Linked DNA regions of Sus scrofa: all the other regions are linked to region 2. Evidence: chromatin contacts called from public Hi-C data. All regions are on one chromosome and are shown on one strand. Each heading gives the region's core, a stretch centred on a gene start, on an enhancer-like site or on the middle of the called end of the contact. The rest is flanking DNA. Distances are from core to core; before and after follow the strand shown.

Region 1 (2,757 bases), core at 225-2,724, 3.7 Mb before region 2:
CACGAAGAGAACTCCCCAAATGAGTATTTTAAATGCTATCTATCCGAGGAAGACTTGCACCAGGTTCTGGTCACACACCCTGGAATTTCGTCTAATGGAAACAGATTCCCAAGCAGGAACAAAAAGCGGTGAACATTTCAGCAGACTCTTACCTTGTGCTGAAGTGGACACCTACCGCTTCCACTGTCATTTCACTGGGCAAAGAAAACCACGTGGCCACGTCTAACTGCAAAGGAAAATACAACCCTATCATGTTCCCTAAAGAGGGAGAACCGAATTTGCGCATGATCGTCACGTTCAGTCATCCACCCTGCCCTTCCAGGAAAACAATTTAAGAGTGTTCCAGCGATCTCGCATCTCTCTGTTTTAGTGGGTTTCGCAACCCTCTACAGATGTATGCATAAATGCAGGCATGGTCAGAAGTAGCGCGATGACCTCTCCAAGGTCACACAGCCGGGCCAAGGAACGAGTAACTGGACAGCTGAGCCCTCAGCCCTGTCCTTGTAACTGCCGAAAACCCCTGCCCTTGGGCTCTTGCCTTCAAAGGCGCATTTCCCAAACTTCACACAACCTGTGGATACTTGCTAATGAATCCCAGTACCACTAGTGTGGCAGTCGGTTCAGTATATTTTTGCAAAGGGACTTAAAAGTCCTTACATTTGTAACCTTTGCCTCACTGAGTTATCTCGAACCAGGGAGTAGGTGACCACAAAAACGTGTAGTGTGAACACAACAAAGGTTGTTCAATTCTGGTGTCAAGTGACCGCCAGAGCCTACTCATGGAGATTAAAAAGAGAAATTAGGGAGTTCCCGTCGTGGCGCAGTGGTTAGCGAATCCGACTAGGAACCATGAGGTTGCAGGTTCGGTCCCTGCCCTTGCTCAGTGGGTTAACGATCCGGCGTTGCCGTGAGCTGTGGTGTAGGTTGCAGACGCGGCTCGGATCCCGCGTTGCTGTGGCTCTGGCGTAGGCCTGTGGCTACAGCTCCGATTAGACCCCTGGCCTGGGAACCTCCATATGCCGTGGGAGCGGCCCAAGAAATAGCAAAAAGACCAAAAAAAAAAAAAAAAAAAAGAAATTAGAATTAGCTCACAGGAGAGTTCCCGTCGTGGCCTGGCACAAACGAACCCGACAAAATCAGGAGGGATCCGTGGTTCCGCTCAGGGGGTTAAGGATCCAGCGTTGCTGTGGCTGTGGTGCAGGCCGGCAGGTGCAGTTGCGATTCGATTCCTAGTCTGGGAACCTCTATACGCTGCGGGTTCGCCCTAAAAAGACACGTACACAAAAGAATTAGCTCAGAGCCACCCCAGCGCCCCACGCAGGCTGTCTCTTGGGGGCACTGACAGGCAATTAGGAAGAAATTCACCACTTTCTCCCTGGGGATGGAGAGAGCCAGCTCCCGGGAAGCCCCGCCCCTCCTCCAGGCCGCCTGCGCGGGGCCCCGACGCCAGCCTAGGCCCCACCCCCTCCGGATTGACCTCTGGCATTGGGGGCGGGGCCTGGGGACAAGATGGCTGCCGCGCGCCCGGAGTCGCCGAGTCTGAGCTCAGCGGGCCCGGAGCCGCGATCCCCGGAACCTCCGGACCTGGTGCGGGCGAGGAAGGGCCCCGGCGCGGGGGCTCTAGGCGGCAGGAGGTCGCAGGGGTGGGGGTGGGGCTTAGAGCTGGGCGGGGGAGGTATTTAGGGCTATGGCCCTGGGGGCGGGGCTTCTCGTGGGGGCGGTGTGAGGTTGGAGGGGCGTGGCCGGAGGAGGAGGGTGGGCGGGCCAAGTCAGAACTGGAGAGGGATCCACCCGAGCGAGGAGTCCGAGGGATTGAGTTTGTCTAATGAGGGGGCGGAGCCTTCAGAGGGCGGGACCTCATGAATTTTAGGGTTCCGGAACCTGGGTGGAAGGTTGGGAAGGTGACCCTGGAAGAGAAGGGTGTGGGGTTATGGTTGGGTCACCCACTTCGGGGTAGGGGGATGATTCTGCAAGAGTCTAAGTGCTACCCAAGAGAGGATTTGGGGGCAGAAGTGCCTGCTCCAGCTGCCTTTGGACCCCACTCAGGCTGAGAGCGTATCTGAGGACAGTCTTTCATTCAGCAGACATTTACTGTGCTCCCACTTGGGCTAGACAGATGGAGAGGTGAAGGCGGCAAATAAACTATCCTCTTGGAGCTTGCAGCCCAGAAGAGGAGAGAGACAATAAAGAAGTCTTATTGTGTTATGTTCGATAAAGAGTGAGCTGATAGAGCGGCGCGGAGGGGAGCTAAATTTAGTCGAGAGAGAAGTCAGCTGTGTGCCGGCTTATATTTACACTGGGGCCAGAGAGATAAGCGGGAGGCAGATCGTGATGGATATGAATTAAGGCTTTGGATTTTAAGTGCAGTGGGTGTCATGGGAGGGTTGCGAATGGGAAAATGACTTCCATCTGTTCCCGTTTTCAAAAGGTCATTAAGGCTGCTTTGGGAAAATGGGTTATGAGGGAGCCAGGCAGAGGACCAGAGGCAGTCAGAGGTTCAGGACACTTGGCAAAGAATGTTTGCCTTATGAAGTTCCCCAGTGGCCCGAGGATTCCACGTTGGTGCTGTGGCAGCTTGCGTTGCTGCTGTGGCACCTTGGGTCGCTGCTGTGGCACCTTGGGTCGCTGCTGTGGCACGGGTTCAATCCCTGGCCCAGGATCATAGGCCTGCTGCGAGGGAGGCCCCCTCAAAAAAAAAAAAAAAAAAAAAAAAGGTGCAGTGAGGTAATTGGCTTTTCACTGGGATGGAGGAGAGAG
Region 2 (2,849 bases), core at 108-2,607:
GTTCCTGGGCCTGGGATCGAACCTGTGCCATGAGCCACAGCAGTGAGAACACCAGATCCTTCACCCGTTGCGCCACCAGGGAACTCCCAGGACTTCTTTTAGTTGCCCAGGAGGTGGGCGCACAGGGCAGAACCAGCCCTGTGGGGAGTGAGGCCTCTTGGGCTTCTCTGTGGGTCTCTTTCTGGCACACTGGGTCCTGAGACCTCTCTGGGACTCCCCTGTCATCACCTGGGATTCTGTGTATCTTTGGACCCCAGTCCCTCCCTCAGCCCAGGGCTTTGTCTCTGGACTGCAGTGGCCCTCTCTCAATTTCTCCCTTCCCTCACCTGAAAGAGTCTGCATACCTGGGAGTTTCATGCATTCTTTCTTTTTTTTGGGGGGGAGGGGGGAGGTTTCCAGGGCTGCACCCACAGCATATAGAAGTCCCCAGGCTAAGGGTCAAAACGGAGCTGCAGTTGCCGGCCTACACCACAGCCGCAGCAACCCACTGAATGGGGACCAGGGATCAAACCCAAATCTTCATGGATACAGTCGGGTTCATTACCACTGAGCCATAACGGGAACTCCTAGGAGGTTCTTTCTAATGGCCAAATTACCCCAGGTCACACAGCTCATTCCCCAGGTTTATCCCTGAACTTTTAAATCAGCCTTGCTTAGAAGTGACCCACCTTTGGGAGTTCCCGTCGTGGCTCAGTGCTTACTGAACCTGCCTAGCATGCATGAGGATGCAGGTTCGATCCCTGGCCTCACTCAGTGGGCTAAGGATCCGGTGTTGCCGTGAGCTGTGGTGTAGGTCGCAGATGCGGCTCAGATCTGGCGTTGCTGTGGCGTGGCTGTGGTGTAGGCCAGCAGCTACAGCTCCGATTCGACCCCTAGCCTGAGAACCTCCATATGCTACAGGTACGGCCCTAAAAGACAAAAAAAAAAAAAAAAAAAAAAAAGTGACCACCTTTGCCGATCTCTGCCTATGCGTGTGCCAGGGAAGGGCAGTCTGTGCACAGCTCTTCAGAGTCCCCTTCTCCCCTGGCCAGAAGGAATCTAACAGGAGGCCAGGGACATGGAGGTGGGAGTCTCCAGAAGGAATCTGAGTCACCTGGCCCTACCGTTCTGCATACCCTTGGAGTTTTTCAAAGGTTAACATGCTTCAGAATTGCCTGGAAGGACTCTCGAACTGGGTTTCAGAGCCCAGAGTGTCTGACCAAGTTGGTCTATGGCGGGACTCAAAGCGGTGCATTTCTAACCACTTCCCAGGTGGTGGTGATGTTGCTGGATGCAGGGACCCTACTTTGAAAACCACTAGAAAATTCCCTACCAGATGAGCTGCGTGTTGGAATCAACTCCGGGGTCTTTAATCACTCATGTCTGGTTCCCTTCCCGAGAAACTCTGATGTAATCAGTCTAGGGCAAGGCCTGGGTATCTGGATTTTTTTTAAGCCCTCAGGTGATTCTCGTGTGCAGCTAAGTTCGTGAACAACTGCCCTGGGCCCTTGCTACTTAAAAAATGTGAACTGTGGGTATCAGCGTCACCTGGGAATCTGTTAGAACCGCAGAATCTGCACTTGACAAATCTCCCAGCGACTCCTGAGACATCTAAAAAGCACTGCTCCATCCAGAGACCACACTTTGAATAACAGGACTTTGCTGCATCACTAATAATCACCCAGGAAGTTTGTGAAAATGCAGATCCCTGGGCTTTATTCCCCAGGTCTGTGTGGGCCCAAGAACAGTGCATTTTTACAAGAATGGTCTGCCTGCAGTGGGCGACTCTGATGCAGGACCGCCCATGCATCTCCCTGGGATTTACCTCACTTTCCTCCACCTAAAGGAGATGAGCATGTCTGACTTGCCGTCTTGACTGTGTGACCCAGGGCAAACGCCTCCCGGATAGTAAAGCACCAGTACTTTGCAAGCCTCAACCGCAAGTCATTCCCCGTGTTCATCCGTGTGTTCATTCAATGCAAACGGTTGCCAAGCGCTGGGCATTCAAAAATCCGGAGGGGGCGTCTCAAATAACCACGAAAATGACGGTATACTTGCAAAAGTAGATTTTCATGAACAGTGCTCGTGAGCCATCAGCAAGGGAGGCCAGGGAGAGAAAACCACCGAGGTGAGGTCTGACCGGTGTTAGGAGACAACCGTGAAGGGGCACGGGGAATCTCATCTGTACCTTCTGCAGCGCCCTCACAGCGCCAAGCAAACGGAGGTGCAGAGGAGTTACTGTTCCACGGTCACGTCACCACTCAGGGGAAGAACAAAAACTATGCCTCCACAGCGCTTCCCAACCAGTTCAGCTATGCGTGGTGCCGGTGACTTGGGACATTGTCTTTGGCTTCCTTCCTTCTTTTTCTTCCTTCTTCTGAATCTCAGAGGCATGCCAAATACAGGCACCTGGAGAAGACACTGCGGCTGACAGGGACAGGCCTGGCCCGCCAGGACACAAGCGAGGCGGAAGGATGCACCCGGGTCCCAAGCCTGCCTGCTATGCCTGGTTTCACACGCCTTAGGAGCGGGTGCCGCCCACTCGCCACACTATTGGACACGTTGCGGTGAAAGATAACAGGGCCGTCGAAGGGGGAGGGGGTGGATCCTCTTGCCCGGCTCCTCCCTCTCGGCCCAGAGGCTGTCTCGATTGGCAGAAGACTTCAGCTTGGCCCCGGCTTTGAAAGCACCTGTCCGTCTCCCATTAGGTACGCGGCCTTTAACGCCCACTCTCCATGCCTTCCTCCGCTTTCCCCACCCACTTCCCGGACCAGCCAATGGTTTCTGGGCAGAATATTCCCCCACGGCCAATTGAAAACAGCTCCAAACTTGACGGACGACTTCCCGCCCTCAATCAGCCTAGCTCCTCC
Region 3 (2,779 bases), core at 22-2,521, 3.8 Mb before region 2:
ACACATACCTATTTAACAGCCACTACACACAAGAAAAGGATTAAAAAAAAAAAAAAAAAGCATAGACGTGTTAAAGTTCCACAACTACTTAGCAACAAAGCAGGTACTAGAAGCCAAGTCTCCTCCCCTCCAAAGCCTGTGCTGTGAAGCGTTACAACGTGTACAGACACCCCGTGGGCACTCCGAAACCCGACTTCGTCTTCCCCAGGCGCTGTCTCCTCCTAAACCAGCCACCTGCTCCCAACTGCAGACTGGGCTGAAAGGGGAACCCCAGCGCCCCCCGCCCCCTGTGCAGTCCTCTGACCACAAGGAGCTTAGGCCTCGCGCTCGCCACCTCCTCCAGGCCTAAGTTTGTTCTAACATTCGTGGGGTGTCCAAACTAGTCGGCACTAGCTCGGCCTCCTACTTGGACTCCGCATCACCGGAGGGACTTTGCCTCCCATCCTCCCAACTGAGCTAAGTCTCCCTACTCGCTCCGAGCCTGTCTCTTTATCGCCACGTTGAAAAGGCGGACACACGCGGCGCCCGGAGGGTGGGCTCGTACAGAACAGGGGACCTGTCTAACTGAGGAGATATGGGGGGCAGACACGCCACACTGTGCCTGGCGCGACGGCGCGAGGGAGAACCGCGTGCGGGAGGAACACTGAAAACGCACAGTGCGGACCTCTCCCAGGAGACACCGCATCACCCACGTTAGGCTGGAAGGGACCCCGGCGACTAGCCCCCAGGAAAGGCGCGAAGGGCGGCGGTGCGAGAAGGGCCCACACCGCGGCCCTGCATGCGCCCACGTGAAGGGGGGCTCCAACCGCCATTTTGGAACAAAGGGGGCGTGGAGACACCGGCCGCGGGCCCGGCCGGAAGCGGAAGTGCGAGGGCATCGGGAGAAAAGGAGGGGTTGCGGGACCCAATCTACATAATCTCCTTTCCAAATTAAAAAAATAGAAAATAAGTCCGCAACGGACTCCCGACAGCCTGCGGCGCCCGCGCCACCCGCGCCGGGGGCCACGTGGGGCGCGGAACCGAACGCGGCGCGCATGCGCCCGCCGCCCCCTCCCCTCCCGCGCGGCGGCACGCCGGGCGGTCACGTGAGTAAGGCGCGCACCGCGGGGTGGGGGGGCGCCGTGCGGGCCTAAGGGGGGGAAGCGAGGGGGAAAATGGCGGGGGACACAGGGGGAAGCCGAGAGCCGCCCCGCCCGCCGCCCCGCACCCCCGGCGCCCTCACCTTGCTTATTCTCGTTGAGCTGCCGCTCGAACTCGTCGAAGTCCGACATGCTGAGGCGGCCGCGTAGGGCCCTGTGTAGCTCTCGCCTCGCCTTGCCGCGCGCCCGATCCGGCCGCTTCGGCTACTTCCGCCGCTTGCTTCGGCTACTTCCGGCCGCCGCCGGCGTTCCACCGCCTCCTACCTAATCAAGCCCCTGCCGCCCGCCCAGCCCCGCCCCGGCTCCGCCCCTCTCCCCGCCGGCCCGCCCACGAGGCGCACCTCCCCCCAGGGCCTGGCTCCGAAACGCGTCGGCTATTTCCGGACCGTGGAGGAGCGAAGGGAGAGGCGACTTCGGCTGCTTCCGAAAACACCCGAAGCGAGGGTTTCGCAGGCTTCTCAGGTTTTCGTAACTTTTCGGATAGTAGCTCTTCAACGTTCGGATGTTTCCGTAGGTCCTCGCATTCCTAGCACCCAGACTCCCCACTTAGAATTCAGCTTCTTCCAAGAACTCAAACCGTCCGTCTTTGGCTGCTTCCACGGATTCTACCCTCTCTTTCCCAACGGCCCTGTCCAAGCAATCGGCCACTTCCGACAATCCTAACCGTCCCGGATTTCGGCACTTTCCGAAGGTCTCTGGCGCTCCCCCTCGGGCCCAACCAGAGATTAAACCCGTTTCCAAACTTCGGCTCTTTCCGGAGATTCCAAGAGCAACCTCCTCCCCCTTTCGGAGAACTTCGGCTCCTTCCGCCACCGCCTGGGGAAGGACTCACAGCAGACACCTTCGGCTTTTTCCGTGGGCGCTTCGGCTCCTTCCGGCTCCGGGAACCAAAAAGGGAGGGAGGACAGAGGCGAGGTGGGTCAGGGGAAAGGAAAAGAAGAGGCAGGGTCTCGGCTCTCAGCACCCGGCTCTCCCTGTGGGGCGATGGGAGGAAAAGAAGGACCGATGTTGAGAAGCGCCTAAGAAGGTTTCGCGAGACAAAAGCAGCCAGCGGAGTGAAGAGTGCGCGCGGCTGCTGCGGAGGTTGCCAGCGCGGCTTTGTGCGCATGCGCAAAGTGGAAGGGGCGAGCGCGAGAGAGCCTCTGCGCCTGCGTAGAGATCGGTCTGAACCGAGACCTCTCACTGTTCGGAGAGGGGGGGCGGGTCGTCGGGGCCACAGCCCGAGCGCGCGTGCGCGAGATTTCCTTCCTCCAGGGAAGGGACTACATTCCCGACCGTTGAGCAAGGCCGCCCCCTTGCGGTTGCCGTGGCAACCACACAAGCGAGCGTTCCCCCCCCCAACCGCGCCGACGCTGCTAGCCACGCAGCGGGCACTTCCGGGAGACAGAGAATCTCGCTTTACCGCCTCCTGGAGGCAGTCTCTGTTCAGAGCTCCCCGCTCCCCTCGATGGTCGCCTCTCCCAAAAGTCATTGAGTCCCGCCTTCTGCCGCCTTGCCTCTGGTCCAAGTCGGCTCATGCCTCCTTCCCGGAGTTCTGCTCCTCCGAGTTGTTCAGGGCACAGCTGCTTCTCTCCTCCCACTCCTGCCTCTGGGGGACTAATTACACCTTGTCTCCCCAACCTCCCCATTTCCCGCCTGAC

What was found. Hi-C and Micro-C count contacts between places; a contact is called where the count stands out from the background.
Region 1: a contact with region 2 is called in a Hi-C map of liver, with 5 times the contacts expected there. The contact joins the promoter of ZNF784 here to the promoter of CNOT3 in region 2. A contact is called at or near these places in 2 of 47 Hi-C or Micro-C datasets (liver and skeletal muscle).
Region 3: a contact with region 2 is called in a Hi-C map of embryonic fibroblasts, with 4 times the contacts expected there. The contact joins the promoter of U2AF2 here to the promoter of CNOT3 in region 2. A contact is called at or near these places in 2 of 47 Hi-C or Micro-C datasets (embryonic fibroblasts and liver).

The regions. Positions count from the first base shown.
Region 1 is chr6:59,740,082-59,742,838 of Sscrofa11.1, reverse strand. ZNF784 (zinc finger protein 784) reads left to right here and starts at 1,474. Exons shown (of 2, transcript XM_003356071.4): 1 at 1,474-1,587. The coding sequence starts at 1,510. It overlaps ZNF581 (zinc finger protein 581), which reads right to left and starts at 1,427. Exons shown (of 5, transcript XM_021095062.1): 1 at 1,344-1,427; 2 at 153-226.
Region 2 is chr6:55,991,648-55,994,496 of Sscrofa11.1, reverse strand. It overlaps CNOT3 (CCR4-NOT transcription complex subunit 3), which reads left to right and starts at 1,357. Exons shown (of 18, transcript XR_002344772.1): 1 at 1,357-2,849.
Region 3 is chr6:59,772,682-59,775,460 of Sscrofa11.1, reverse strand. It overlaps U2AF2 (U2 small nuclear RNA auxiliary factor 2), which reads right to left and starts at 1,271. Exons shown (of 12, transcript NM_001315804.1): 1 at 1,223-1,271. The coding sequence starts at 1,271.